3 separate regions of the Mus musculus genome follow, and regions 1 and 2 are each linked to region 3. A link is a contact called in public HiChIP or PLAC-seq and promoter capture Hi-C data. All regions are on one chromosome and are shown on one strand. The core of a region is the stretch at or near the end of the contact, and the rest is flanking DNA. Distances in the headings are between cores, read along the strand shown. Region 1 has its middle 6.5 kb from the start of Gm5091. Region 2 has its middle 20 kb from the start of Gm35502. Region 3 holds the start of Fam120b (family with sequence similarity 120, member B).

Evidence for each region. Promoter capture Hi-C pulls out the DNA fragments that hold promoters and counts their contacts. HiChIP or PLAC-seq counts read pairs in DNA pulled down with a chosen protein or histone mark.
Region 1: an H3K4me3 HiChIP or PLAC-seq map of embryonic stem cells shows a contact between it and region 3, with 18 read pairs. The contact joins the enhancer-like site here to the promoter of Fam120b in region 3. A contact is called at or near these places in 5 of 39 promoter capture datasets (cranial neural crest, embryonic stem cells, epiblast stem cells and 2 more), 3 of 484 Hi-C or Micro-C datasets (differentiating embryonic stem cells and embryonic stem cells), 9 of 115 datasets of contacts at active chromatin or transcription factors (embryonic forebrain, embryonic stem cells, neural tube and 2 more) and 2 of 9 other capture datasets (liver and pancreatic islet).
Region 2: a contact with region 3 is called in a promoter capture Hi-C map of the HPC-7 cell line, with 2.7 times the contacts expected there. The contact joins the enhancer-like site here to the promoter of Fam120b in region 3. A contact is called at or near these places in 10 of 39 promoter capture datasets (the 3T3-L1 cell line, the C10 cell line, the HPC-7 cell line and 6 more), 3 of 484 Hi-C or Micro-C datasets (the HPC-7 cell line, mammary gland and nephron progenitors), 11 of 115 datasets of contacts at active chromatin or transcription factors (bone marrow-derived macrophages, craniofacial prominence, embryonic forebrain and 7 more) and 1 of 9 other capture datasets (adipose tissue).

What each region holds. Positions count from the first base shown.
Region 1 is chr17:15,244,823-15,249,735 of GRCm38.p6, forward strand. No RefSeq gene overlaps it. Among named protein-coding and RNA genes, the nearest start is that of Gm5091, 6.5 kb to the left of the region's middle. Within about 2 kb of position 3,234, at least 92 of the 459 cell types and tissues checked have an H3K27ac peak or open chromatin away from gene starts, as enhancers often do. A contact at or near this core is called in differentiating embryonic stem cells, embryonic forebrain, embryonic stem cells and 3 more, where this site is marked.
Region 2 is chr17:15,173,370-15,177,746 of GRCm38.p6, forward strand. No RefSeq gene overlaps it. Among named protein-coding and RNA genes, the nearest start is that of Gm35502, 20 kb to the right of the region's middle. Within about 2 kb of position 1,407, at least 30 of the 459 cell types and tissues checked have an H3K27ac peak or open chromatin away from gene starts, as enhancers often do. A contact at or near this core is called in the HPC-7 cell line, where this site is marked.
Region 3 is chr17:15,393,744-15,398,227 of GRCm38.p6, forward strand. It overlaps Fam120b (family with sequence similarity 120, member B), which reads left to right and starts at 2,503. Exons shown (of 11, transcript NM_024203.3): 1 at 2,503-2,817.

The sequences.
Region 1 (4,913 bases), core at 1,984-4,483, 150 kb before region 3:
ATCAGTTTTGAGTTTTACTGACCTGTCTACTCTCTTTCTCTCTCCTACCTTCCTTGCCCTTCCCCCACCATCTTTTAAATCTTACTAATTTCCAGACAGAGTCTATTTTTTCCTTTGCTCTGCTCATTGTGGGTTTAGCTCCTCGTCTGGTTTCTTTACAATTCAATATATCCTCATCTCTGTTCAATTATATACTGGTGGCAAACCCAGAGAGTGGCCAGAGAGCCTTCTTTCCTTCCATTGTGGAACACAAGATAGGTCCCCCGCTTCACTCAGTCCTCCAATTGCCCAGGCTTTACAGTAGCCCTTTGAGTAAACTTCCTCCTGGTCCTCACATACTCTACTCCCATGCATGGCTTGCTCATTTGTGTATTTACATATTTATTATATAGTTATTGCTCTGCTTACAGTTTGTATCTGCTGGGTAGGTGCTGGTCAGAAAACTGTCACCCCAGCTTTCAGAAAGAATTTCCAGACAGAAGTCAGTGGATATTATTGCTTGAATCCCAGAACTACCATATCAGACCCCAGCCCATGGACACCTTATCAGAAGAAGCCACAGCCATGAGGAGTTCACATAGCACCGGTACATGACTTAAAAGACTTAAAACTCCAGACATGTTCCACCGTACTTAGCTTCCCATGTCTCCTTGATTAAACAAACATTTCAAGCAAGAAGGAGCAAGCTATTCCTTGCTATACCCCATCCAACTTTCAAAATTGGGTGCTGGGTATGTGAAATAAAAAGCCATATCTATACTAAGAATTACAGTACATCCCTATAGTCCTTGAGGTAGTTTGTAAATGCTTGGCCAAGGGAGTGGAACTACTAGGAGGTGTAGCCTTGTTGGAGTAGGTGTGGACTTGTTGGAGGAAGTGTGTCACTGTGGGCGTGAGCTTTAATACCCTCATTCATCCAGTTTTCTAGCAGCCCTTCAGAAGATGTAGAACTCTCAGCTCCTCCTGCCCCATGTCAGCCTGGATGCTGCCATGTTCCCACCTTGATGATACTGGACTGAACCTCTGAACCTGTAAGCCAACGCCAAATATATGTTGTCCTTATAAGAGTTGCCTTGGTCATGGTGTCTGTTCACAGCAGTAAAACCCTAACTAAGACATTCCTGCTTAAAACCTGTCATAGTTTGACAGCTCCTCAAAGGACAAATGTGAAGTTATCCCATGAGCCAAAAATTGAATTCCTAGGTATCTATGAAGGACAAATAAAAACACAACCAGACCTGGAAGCTTTTGTCTGTCACTTCAGCACCTGTGAGACTGAAGCAGGAAGATTCTCTATGAATTTGAGGCTAGCCTAGGATATAGAATGAGACCTTGTCTCAGAAGAAAAAAAAAGTGGAAAAGCATATCCACATAAATACAGACAGTATCACTATTTATAATCAAAGGGCTCCAATTGCTTCATTATTCATCACCAAGAGAGCAATGAAACACTGTGTATCGGGAAAAGCCAATGATGTGTTAGCATGTGACACAACATTAGTCTCCCACACATAGCTGACTGGAAGAAAGCGAACATAAAAGCCCAGGTCTTGGGACCTCATTTACATAAAATGTACAGTGCTCATTTCGGAGGGTATGGTTTGAGAAGACTGGAGATGGGTAGGTAATAGATGGAGGTTTTCTGTGGGGCAATGGTATCCTGATTGGATTAGTGTAGTGCCTGTGTTATGGTCCTAAGAGCCCTTTACATGACAAGTCAAGCTATATTCTCATGAAGTTTATCTAAAAGGCCTGTTCACTGATCTGTACATTTAAAATGAAATGCAACCTTTCCCATGGCTTACAGCTCTGCACAATGGCACCCTCTGTCTCTTCTGCCACCTCCCTTATCTCTTCTTCATGAGTCCCTCCAGTTTCTAGCACCAGAGCCCAGGGATCATCCATAAGCCACCCCCCTCCAGGGGCTCCACACCGTTCTGTGTTCTGTCCACAGTTTCCCAGTATTTACCCAGACCCTTGCCAGGAGCATGTCTCACCCTGATCATCCTACACTCTTCCCAGAATACTTTAGAAGGTATGGCCACGTGTTTCCTTCCTCAATGGCAACAGGTTGTATTGCTATCCTTGGGTCCACGTCACCTCCTCAGGTGCAACCTATGTGAGGTTGTCTTGCTATCTTCCTCACACACAGAGAGAGAGAGGTTGGCAGAGGCTATAATCTCACACTGAAATGTGTGGGTGTCTAGTAGGAGAGGAGCGGTTGAACTTACACACATCCCTGTCTTGCTCACTGGCTGCTCTTGCCCAGATTTCTGATTGTAATTGTGCAGGAAGCTTGCTCAGCTTGCTTTCTTATACCACCCGTAACCACTTGCCCAGGACTGGTACTGCCCACAGTGAGCTGGGCCCTCCCATGTCAATCACGAATCAAGTCAATAACGTCAGACACTTGACTACAGGCCAATCTGTGAGGCCATTTTCTCAGTTATGATTCTCTCATCCTAACCCTTAAGAGACTGGAGGCCCCAGGGAATTTAGAGGTCAGGTGGGGTAGGGAGGTGGAGACATCCACATGAAGACAAGGAGGTGGGGAGGAGGTATGGGATGTGGAACAGTTGGAGGGTGGATGGGGAGGGGGAATAAAATATGGAGTGTAAAAAATAGAAAAAAAAATAAGATTCTCTCTTCCCTGTTAAGTCCAGGTTTTTGTCAAGTTTATAAAAACCAACCAGCATCGGTACTTAACCTTTCCATCCTGAATGAAGAGACATTGGCCAAGGTGACACTTGGATTGGGGCCCTTTCTCACCAATGCCCAAATCCAGAACCTCCCCCACGTGACTAGCTAGGAAGATTCAGGATGGCTACATCATTCTTGCCCGCCCCCCCCACCCCCCACCCCGCAAGAGCTGCCTGGACCATGGCCTCGGATCCCATTCTCCTGGGGAGCTGTACAACTCTACTGATCCTTAGCCCAGTACCAGCTTTGTATATCTAGGGCTTTGCTGTGCTGCTACCTGAGAGCATCGGTGCAAGGACCGGTATCCGGAAAGCAGCCATGGATGCTAGAGGGGGAGCCATTGAGATGCTAAATTCCATCACCAGACCTGCCTCTGGCAGCCATTAGGTTACCACAGTCGGCAAGGCTGGCCCTTTGAAAGCAGACAGGAGCCCTACTGTGAACACACAGGCCCCGCCCCTGTGGCCTGTGTCTGGCCTGGCAGGCATAGCGCTGGGTAGAGCTCAGAGCTACAGCCCCTCTTCTAGCCAGCGAGGGCCCTGCTGGTTCTGACTGAAGCACAGCTATCTGACGTCGGGCTTAATGAAGTCCCTGTGAGAGACAGTGGGGCAGCCTCGCTGCGCAGATGGCTCTTTGTCCCCATTGACACCTGCCATCTGCTTGTTTGTCTAAATGACGCTGCTGGGGCAGGGGGCTCCCAATCTGCTGCCCGGGCCCCGCCCACCTCTATGACCTCCTGACCCTGGGCCAGACAGGTCCTCAGAGTTGCTCTCACGCGGTGCAGTGAGCCTGGCCTGCTCCTGCTCCCAGCCTCTGCCAGGCTGATGCTCCAGTGGCAGGAACAGGGGAAGGGGGGTCAGGGGGAGGAGCAGGGGGAGGTGAGAGAGCAGAGAAAGGGGAGGGGGAGGGAGGAGGATCAAGAAGGAGAGTAGTGAAGGACAAAGACAAGGAGGAACAGAAGACAAAGGGGGAGGGTGGGAGGATGAGAGGAAGCCAAAGAAGGGGAGAAGGAGGTTGAGGGAACGCAGGGATTGAAGGGGAGGCACAGCAGCTGCCCCAGGCCCCTGGTTCCCCTGCTCCAGGCCAGGCTGCAGGCTCGAGTTTCAAAGCTGGGCCCTCACACCTGTTCACAAAGAGAATGTCACATAAAAGAGAGGCAGGACAGGATGACCCGCCTCTGGACCAGACAACAGCAGCCCCGCAATGCTCCTAGCTCTTCTTGCCTCAAGTCAGTTAAGTACAAAGAGAAAAGTTTACTTTTCAAGTTGTAGGGATGACTGCAGAAGACAGAAGAATATATATATATATATATATATATATATATATATATATATATATATCAATTAGAACATTTCTGAGAGTGTTGTGATGATGCCAAACAGGCAGCTTGCCCTGAGCTTCTGAGATATTATGGTTGATCTTTAAAAGGGGCAGTGGTGTGGCCTGGCATTATTACCAACTCCCGAGCAAGGATCAGCCCGTGCGGAAAGCGTAGCCACGTGAACTTCTTGAGGTCTGTCTGCAAAGCTCTAGTTTCCTGAGGCTAATTGAACGGTTACTGATAGTCTCAGAAAGGTTATGCTCTGCCAGAGCTTGGTGGAAAACAGTGGGCTCTGGGCATTTCGACCACTGAAAAGAAAACACTCTATTGGTGCTTCCTTGTCTCCTCTGTTGACTTTAGGTGGGACTCGAAGGCCTGGCTTAAGAGATGGCCTTTGGAGGCCTCCAGCTCAGTTCTCCCAAAGACAAAACAGGTGCTTGACATAGTAACCCAATAAACGTGTCAGCGAAAGGGCACTGCCTCCACCCCAAAGCCACCCTCTTCTGAGCGCCTGGGCTCTGTCTTCCTCTGAACAGAGGCTAAAATCTGGGACTTGCTGATGTGGGGGGCTCCCAGTGCCTCTAAGGAGAAGGAACTCTGCGTGGTGTTCCACTGGAACACCATCTCCATGCTCAGACTTGCAGTGAGGGTGCTGCTATTCACTGCTCTTCACTGTCATATCTTATACTTGGAAGACTGTTGACAGGGTGATGGTATGTCTGCCTACTGATGACCCTGTGGGGTTAAGGCTGTCACCTCCCTGGGTTTGTCATGTGAGAAAATAGCTGCACCGAACACAGGACAGCCCACATCCCCAGCTAGGGCTTGTAGTTCCATCCTGGAGCCAGCCCTCAGAGATGTGAACAGTCTCTCCCCTAGCACCATCCGGGAA
Region 2 (4,377 bases), core at 157-2,656, 220 kb before region 3:
GTGGGAACGGGAAATAGCAGAGGGTTCCAAGAAGCTGAACATACAAAACAGAATCTCCGTATTCCAGCAATTTCACTCTTAGGGCAGAAAAATGACCTCTTGCCCTGACCGGTTTGCTGAGTCAAGAATGGGGCTTCTGGACTGAATCTTGAAAACTACTATAGACTCTTGAATGAAGAGGACTTCCAGCAGCTGACTTCCACACCTCTGACCTTTCCTTCAGCCCTTGACCTCCCTAAAGTAGTACCATATGTTTCAAACCTGTTTTTAATGGTTGAATTAATGATTGTAGCTAAATGATATCTAATATATATTTTTAATAATGTCTATCACTTAAGTACTTAAGGGAAATAAATGTATGTATGTGGTATTTACTCACTCAACAGAAAAAAAAAAGTGAGATTCAAAACAAGGGTATGTACATAGATGCTCACAGCGGCCTTGTCCACAAAAGTCAAACACTGGGAATACTCAAATGTTCTCAACAGATGAGTGGAAAAGAAAACCAAGGCCTATCCATGCAAAGTGATACAGCTATAAAAGGAAGGTGTGTGTGTGTGTGTGTAAGTGTGAGGGTGTATGTGTGTATGTGTATATGTGTGTGTGAGCAAGAGTGTGAGCATGTGCATGTGTGTGAGGGTGCTCATGCGCATGCATTACAACAGGCAAACATCAGGCTCTGTGAAACAGGTCACCTGTATATGTCCTCCAGTAGACAGAGTTCCTACTTCTATGATGTGTCCTCAGGAGGCGCATCTGTAGAGGTGTGGATGTTGGCGCTCACAGGACTGGAAGGGTAGGTAGGGAAGCCCTCGTGAAACTCGGTGTCACTTCCTGTGATGGAACATTCCAGAACTAGACAGAAAACTGAGTTCTTCAATAAGGCTTATTTCAGGATGTATAAAGGTCACTTCAACAAACTGTTAATCCTTTTTTAAAATTTCTGGGCCATGCCTTAGATTGATGCTAATTCACAGTAGGGCTATTCATTTGCCACCACTCAGTGAGATGGTGTTGGGGGTATGCTCTTCTGCAGACGGAAGGAGTTCTCTTCTCTTAAAGAGCCTCAGCACAGCGGGTGAAACAGAGACATGAAATACAGGCATGCCAGCATTGTTCATGAGAATGGCAGTTGCTTGTCTGCCCTGTGTCCGTAACAGGTCAGCTGTTTTGCTACCCGAGAGCGGCTCCTCTGTTGTTCAGCTCTTAACTCAACCAAGTGAATAGACAAACTGATATCAAAGACCTCTTGGGGCAGATGCAAAGGAGGAGTTTTCTCCTTCTAACCACAGAAGTGTGTCCAGGCTGCTTCCTGCTATTGCGATCGCCTCCCCTCTGCCACCACATTCTGTACTTCTTTCCTGCTTCAGAACCTCAGCCACTTCCTCTCATCCTGTGCTCTGCTCTGGGCTGGAGCTTGGCTAAACATTAATGCTAGGCTTGATTATACTATTTGGTCACGTCTAGTGAGTTGCAGTCTGGGGTGAATTATAAACCTTATCTCTGGCTGCCCTCAAGCTGTGAAGGCCTTGGGATCCAGATGAGCATCGAACAAACAGGAAGGAATAAAAGTAAAATGAGAATACTACATCCTGGAGGAAGATTTCTCCTGAAGGTCTTCTATGCAGACTCTGGAAAGGGGCACAGTATGCAGAGAGATGAGGCTGCACTGGGCTGCAGAGGGGAAAGCTGAGAGCCAGGCCTGGAACCTCCTTAGGACCTAGCTGCCTCATGTGCCCTGTAACCTAGACCAGCCTTCGGGTCCAGGGCCCTCCATTGCACTGGAGGCACAGGGTAGAAAGTATAGGTAGAACTCCACATACCCAGAGGGAGGCACGCAGACAGGAACAGGCCACTTTGAGGACAAGGACACATAGTTCATCTCCATGCTTATTATTTTATCTACCCTTTGATCTTGAGGGGAAAGTTGGGGTACAGCTCCTGTAAGCTGACCCTTGGACCGTTCCCAGCTCATTATTGGATACTTCTTAAATCAGTTGCTGGGATGAGCGTTACATTCCATATGGGAGGGTACCATAAAAGGAGGAGGGAAAGCCTCTTGCTGACATGAGAATTCTACCGACAGCTTCCACTGGTCCATCCCCCACAAGCTAGCTCTCCACCCCTTGGGGCTTTCCAAGGACCTTCAGAGCATCTGCCGAAAGGCCAGACGGTTCTGGGAAGCTAATTGTCAATGTCTTGTGCCTGTCCTAAAATGCTATTAGTGGAGTTCAGTCAAAGGTTTAAATCAATTTGGCCAAAATTGTTGAGTGGCCACTGCAAATAAGGTTCTGAAAAGTCCGAGATGGATGGCTTTTCAAACATGGATGCGCTTTTGAACTTGAAACAAATGGTTTTAGCAGTAGGGCCAATAGAAATTCCATTATTGAACATCTAAAGAATAAGATTTAATTTAGGATTTGAGGGAAAACAGAGTCCGATGGCAAGCAGGGAACATGGAGAAATAATCAAGCATGACAAGAAATTCATTTACAGTTAACTTAGGCTAGTTAAAAAAAATTAATAGCTTTATCTGTGGCTTAGACAATCTAAGATAGTGGTTAATAACACGTGTCTGTGTGTCACGAGGAAAACCACTCTCCCTCCCCACCACAAGGAAGTCAGAAGAATCTCTGAGAGGGGAGCAGTGAGCATCTAAGGAGCCAGGTTAACTCATCAGCGCCTTCCAGTCAGGGCAAGTCGTGGAAGGAGTGAGTTCAAGTTCCTGATTCTAGGAGCTGAACTACAGGACTCGCTGAAGTAACAGAAAGCTTCCAGAGCTGAGGGTACCAAGCAACAGACACCCCAGTGAACTGCAGATGTAGCTCAAGGCAGGCATTCAGACACCAATCAATTTTCATTAATTTAGATAAAAACAAAAACAGCAAAACAAACAAAAACCAAAACAACAGTAAAAAGACCCATCCGAATAGAGGTTGTCGCAGTGCCTGGTGTAGCTCTAGAAGACTCTTCAAGGTACTTGACTTAATACTTCTGGAGGGGAAAACGGGATGAAAATGGTCCAGGAGGACTCAACTTCTCGTCTTTCCACCTCACCGCTACATCACAACAAGGTGGCGTGCCATCTAAGTTTTTTGGTTCCAAGACAAAATGGTTCCCATTACTCCTTGTGACAAAGACAGTGTTAATTGGCAAGGCAGCTAATTGCTGCTGCAACGAGGTTCTTCACAGCCTGAGATGGGACATTCCCTGAACCCCTCTTTTCTCTACTTGATCACAACCTTGGTCTGCCCAGCCATAGAGAGAAACACAGACCAGTAACGAAGCTGAGCATGGGAGCTCAACAAGACCTTGGAGGACACCAAGCCTGGAAGCCCCCAGAGGAGCCACATGAGGCAAGGTGGGAGGTGTCATACAAGCTACGTTTAAGCTTCCAAGCAACACACCACTTGTGAGTCTGTCTTAGTTAGGGTTTTACTGCTGTGACCAAGGACAACATTTAATTGGGGCAGGCTTACAGGTTCAGAGGTTCAGTCCATTACCACCAAGGTGGGAACATGGCAGCATCCAGATAGCATCCAGGCAGCATCCAGACAGCATCCAGACAGCATCCAGGCAGCATCCAGTCAGACATGGTGTAAAAAGAGCTGATAGTTCTACATCTTAGTCTGAAGGCAAACAGGAGAAGACTGGCTTCCAGGCAGCTAGAATGAGGGTCATAAAGCCCATGCCCACAGTAGCACACTTATTCCAACATGGCCACGCCTACTCCAACAGGGCCACACCTCCTAATAGTGCCACTCCCTGGGCCAAACATACTTAAATGATTACAGAGTCTGAGAATGAGTTTATGTTTACAAATAGGAGCCTTTCCATAACTTATGTCCCCATTGTATTGGTTAGGATGGGTCCCTATAAGACTCTGGAAGCAGTCATCCTAAGAGTGTGAGCTAGGAGGAGCACCTATGTCTCCATAATGGCGTTGGACACAGCAGACCCACAGCTAGCACTACAGATGTGTGTCCCTGAGAACAAATAAGTCCCTAGGCTTCATTTAACCTCTAAACATACCCCTGGCCCTCACTGTCACATGTCCAAACAACACCTTGGAAGCAGACAGAAGGAATAATGAGTTTCTTTAACAAATTGGTGTTAAAAAAAATGACTCATTCATGAAGGAAGGTTGACCTAGGGTGGAAATATTGAGTCTTGGAGCTTCTTACGCAGCAGGAAGCCAAGAGTCACAGATGCCCAAACAGAAATGACAGCCAAGTTCCTGTGGATGTCCTGCAGGCCATGGACAAGGACACAGCCAATGTAGCAGACTTCCTACAGAGGACCCACCCGGCCCACACCCAAGAGACTCTTGTGCATAGTTATGTGTAGGATCAGAGGTGCTATGCTTCCATCAGAACC
Region 3 (4,484 bases), core at 1,253-3,752:
CTAGTTCTTAATTAAAAATATGGAATGGCCCTGACAGAATCCTAAAGAGACATTCAAACCTCCCTCTGAAAATTCACAAGCCAGACTTACATCATCTGCTCTGACCTCAGCATTATCTTCTAAGTTCCCACAATAGCCCAGCTCTGAGCATTCAATAGCTTTCCAGTCCAAAGTTCCAAAGTCCTTCCATCATCATTCCCTAAACGCAGTCAGGTCTGTCACAGCAATATCCCATGAGTCAATAACCCATCAGGGTTTCTACTATTATGATAAAACACCAAAATCAAAAGCAACTTGGGGAGGGATGGGTTCATTTGGCTTATATACCCTGGGTCACAGTCCATTGAGGGAAGCCATGAAGGAATCTGGAGGCAGGAACTGAATCAGAAGCCATGGAGGGATGCTACTTACTGCCTTGCTTCCTGTGGTTTGTTCAGCCTGCTTTCCTATACAACTCAGGACCCTCTGCCCAGGGGTGGCACTGCCACCAGTAAGCTGGGACCTTCACCATGAAATCATTGATCAAGAAAATATCCTACAGAGTTGAAGTTTCTCCTTCCAAATAACTTTAGCTTGCGTCAAGTGTACTAAATTCAACCAAGACATATTGAATAGTTTGGTTTCTATACTGTCAACTGTCATCAGGCTAGAGCATCAGTTGCCTGAGGGAGAAACTGAGTCTAGTGGTTTGGATGATTATGCCCCTAATAGGCTTAGATGTTTGAATACTTGGTCCTCAGTTGGTGACAGTTCTGGTAGATTTGATGGCTTGTTGGTGGAAGTTTGTCCCTGGGGAGGGGGTAGGCTTTGGTGTTTTAAAACCTTGAAACTATTCCCACTTCTCACTCTGCTTCCTGCATGTGGAGATGAGAACTCTCAGCTGCTCCAGTCACATTTCCTCACTGGGAAGGTGGCTGACTCTGTAGTCATGATGTTATAACACAGGGACAGAAAAGTAACTAAAATACTGAGACACTACCCCAAGACAGGCAGGGATGAAGGCTGAATTGGGAGCCATTGTATGGTTTTCGCCATTCCCAAACCTTCTAAGACTGAATGATATTGCTGCCACCCCTGAAGACCTGAGGCACTATAAGGGTGGTGGCAGTTGCAGGTTTAGTCTCACCTTTTGTGGAGACTTGAGACTTGTCAATCAAGTAGCTGCCCCTGAAGGTTCCTCAGCCTGTTGTCAGGGCAACTGTAATGATTACTGCTCTATTCTAGCTACCAATGTCCAGAGAAGACTTCACGGCAACTGTAGATGCCACAGAGACTTTGTTTCAGTCAGGGGAACCATTACAATCAACCACCACCCAGCAGTTTCATGGCCTTGGGAAACTGACCATGACACCTTGAGATGGCTCTTAGATCACCCTACTCAGTGACCCCAGCCCAATGGCAGTATACAGGAGAAAGTTTTTTGTTGTGGTTGTTTGCTTTGCTTTGTTTTTCTGCAAGTTGCCCCTGTGCTGCCAATAAAATTTACTCCAAGTGGTACTGATGCCTCCTTGTAGTCTTGATCCCGGGTAGGGTAGCTTGCGTCGGTTGCATAAAGAACAGGTACAGCACCCAACAGAAACCAATAGAGGGCTGTTGTAGAGGCCATGGAGTGCTAAGACTGTGAAGGACTACGGGAGTGTTGGGAAAGTATAGCATAGAGGAGAACAGAAACTGCAAAAGATAAAACACTACTGAATGCAAGCGCCAGCTGCTCTAAAGAGTCCCAGAAAGTCACCGAGTTGCTACCTCTGGCAGCTGAGGACGCATCCTGGAGCTGTAAAGCTAAAGGCAGAGAACCCCTCTACCATAAGGCTAGCACAAGCTGTGACTCAACAGCTAAAACTGTAATCTTGAGATCCAAATGTTTCCAGCACCCCAAGTTGGGGGCTACCGACACAAAGGATGCTTTAGCTTATTGGAGATTTCCATCCAAAATACTAGACAGCCTGAATGTAGCCCACAAGGATGGCCACTTCACCCAATAAAATGACCAGCATTATTGCCTATGACAACTCTGTAAGTGGACTCTCGGCCCTTGATGCTCCTTGTCCAAGCTGTGCCGCCTTTCAGTACTGGTACTCCTAAGGGGATTCAAGACCAAACCAGGATCCTCGCAGCTTCCCATACTCTGCGTGGTTGCAAGCTGTGGTCTGTGGCATTTAAAAGGGTTTCCAGTGACTATCCGCTGCAGCCTGTGTGCGTGCATTACCGGAGCAAGGCACCCAGTGCTAGTGCAGGCTGCCACTCAGCCTGAAGACTTAGCCTATGGGACAAACACACTTTTCCCAGTCCGGCTATCCAGCGGCGTGCAGGCGTCCTAGGCTATTCCCCGGTTGCTAGGCAACGGGTTAAAGCTTCCTTCTTCCTGGGTGCCACCCACTTCGCCTCCCGCTCTAGCGCTTGCGTACTACATCCCTTTCGTCTCTTCGTCCTTTACTTCCAGTTATATAAGCACAAGCTTCACTTTGTCTAACCAGACACTTCTCCGGGCGGAAGTTCAATAACGGAAGCGGAAGTGAGCACGCCGTAGACTGTGGGTCTGAAATCTGGTTGACGCAGTCTGCGGCCACTGCTGAGCTTTGGGTAGGCCAGGCTGGGGAATCGGCCCTGGATCTCTGCTGTCGCATCTCCCTACCCCAGACTCCTTCCAGCATCAAGTCCACTATCCTCGCCGTGGCCACGCCCCTCCGCATCCTGGCTTCTCTGCGTCCTGGCTGTTCCTCCCTGGGTGGAGGGGAGAGGCAGCCATCCACTTGCAGGTGGAGCGGGGTGGAGACTCTTCCTGAGCCCAGCTGCAGGACACTGAGGACCAGCGAGGTAGACTCTCAGACTCTGGTAGCGGCTGGGGAGGGAAGAACTGGTAACTGGAAACCAGGTTGGGAGGTTGTAGGACCTTAAGTGATGGAGAGGCGAAGGGGCTGGGCCTCAGCTGTGTTGAGTTCCTCTGGGGAGGGGACCATCCGTTTGATTTCGGCCTACATATGCTCTCAGATCTTTCCACCTTAGGGACTTGCTGTTACCCACGTCCAATGTCTCTCATCATTTTCCCTATCTCCCATCCATTAGAGGATAGCTCCTGACCTCGACTGACATTAGGTTAGTGTACGAACGCCTGGCTACTTTTTTCTTTACCTGTTTTTGAAAGGCACCAGCAACTGATGCGTTATTTCTCTTGCCCCCACCTTGACTATAGCACCTCCCAGTTTAAAAAAAATATCTGTTCAGCCAGTCTTCCAGACGTTTATATCTGTGAACACCTTTGGCCCCCCCCAAAAAACTTACGTGGAGAGCATTTGAAATCATTTATTTTCCACACTCAAAGACTCTACTCTTATCTCTGAACTGGAGTCTGGATATATTTATGGAACTGATAATGAAAAGTTCACGAATCCAAGCTTTGGCTTCGGAGTCCTTGATTTCAGTGTACTGTGAATACAACACCCCTCTGTTCATAATTATAGAGCCTTTACAACTTGCTATTTATCTTATGTTGCTGCTTTGCAAGTGTTCTTGTCCCAGTTTTCCCCTCCCCATTTCCACCATCTTCAAGGTGTGCTTGGTATTTGAAAGAAAGGCCTGGTCATTGGGTAGAGCATTGTAACTTCTGTGTTGCAGATACTAAACTAATTTCATTTACTTTCTGAGTTGACTCCACCTTGGTAAGAAGGATGCATTCCACATAATGCTATCAATTGTTGCTACAGAACTTAATACCAAGTATAAATAGTTTTAATTTTATTGTTAGGCATTATTTCTCTCCATCGCTCTCTCTGGCTATAATGGGAGTCTATAAACTGTGAATTGGTTCTTGATCTCACTTAATACATCCATCTGCCCCTGGTTTTATTCATTTATTTTTTCCAAATAAGCATTGATCCTAGCGTATGGGAGACATTTCAGGGTAGAAAAGCCCACCCTACTGCTTGGAATTCTCAGAGCTCTCAGGCTGTATTTTGAGCAGCCTACAAGGACGACTATGTTGTAGGAGTAGGAGTGAGCTATTTGGAGAGTTTCCTTGTCTCAGCATCTATTTACTTCTTATATGCCTATTAAGACTTAACCTGTTGTCTAGCTGTAAAATTCCTAATTTATTTGTATGTTGGTTTTTTTTTTTTCAGTCATCTTGTAATAACTCCTTTAGGGAACAAAGAACTTCATTACATGCTTTTAGCAATAAAGAAAAACAATAATAACTTAATATCCACAGCTGTCTTTTGGTGATTGATTGATTGATTGATTGAGAATGTACTAGTTGTGTGCTATGTGATAGATGATGCCTCAGGAAGCATAAAGAAATGCCTGTTCACCTCAGGTAGACCACTGACAGCAGACCAAGAAACAAAAAACAAAACAAAATAAAAAAAATAGATTCCAACTAAGTCTAGCTTAGCAAACCAGTATGTTTATTGAAGTTCTTTATGGGAACATGGGTAACTGAAAGCCCACTCTAGCATGAATAAGAACTCAAGAAAACTGCATCCATG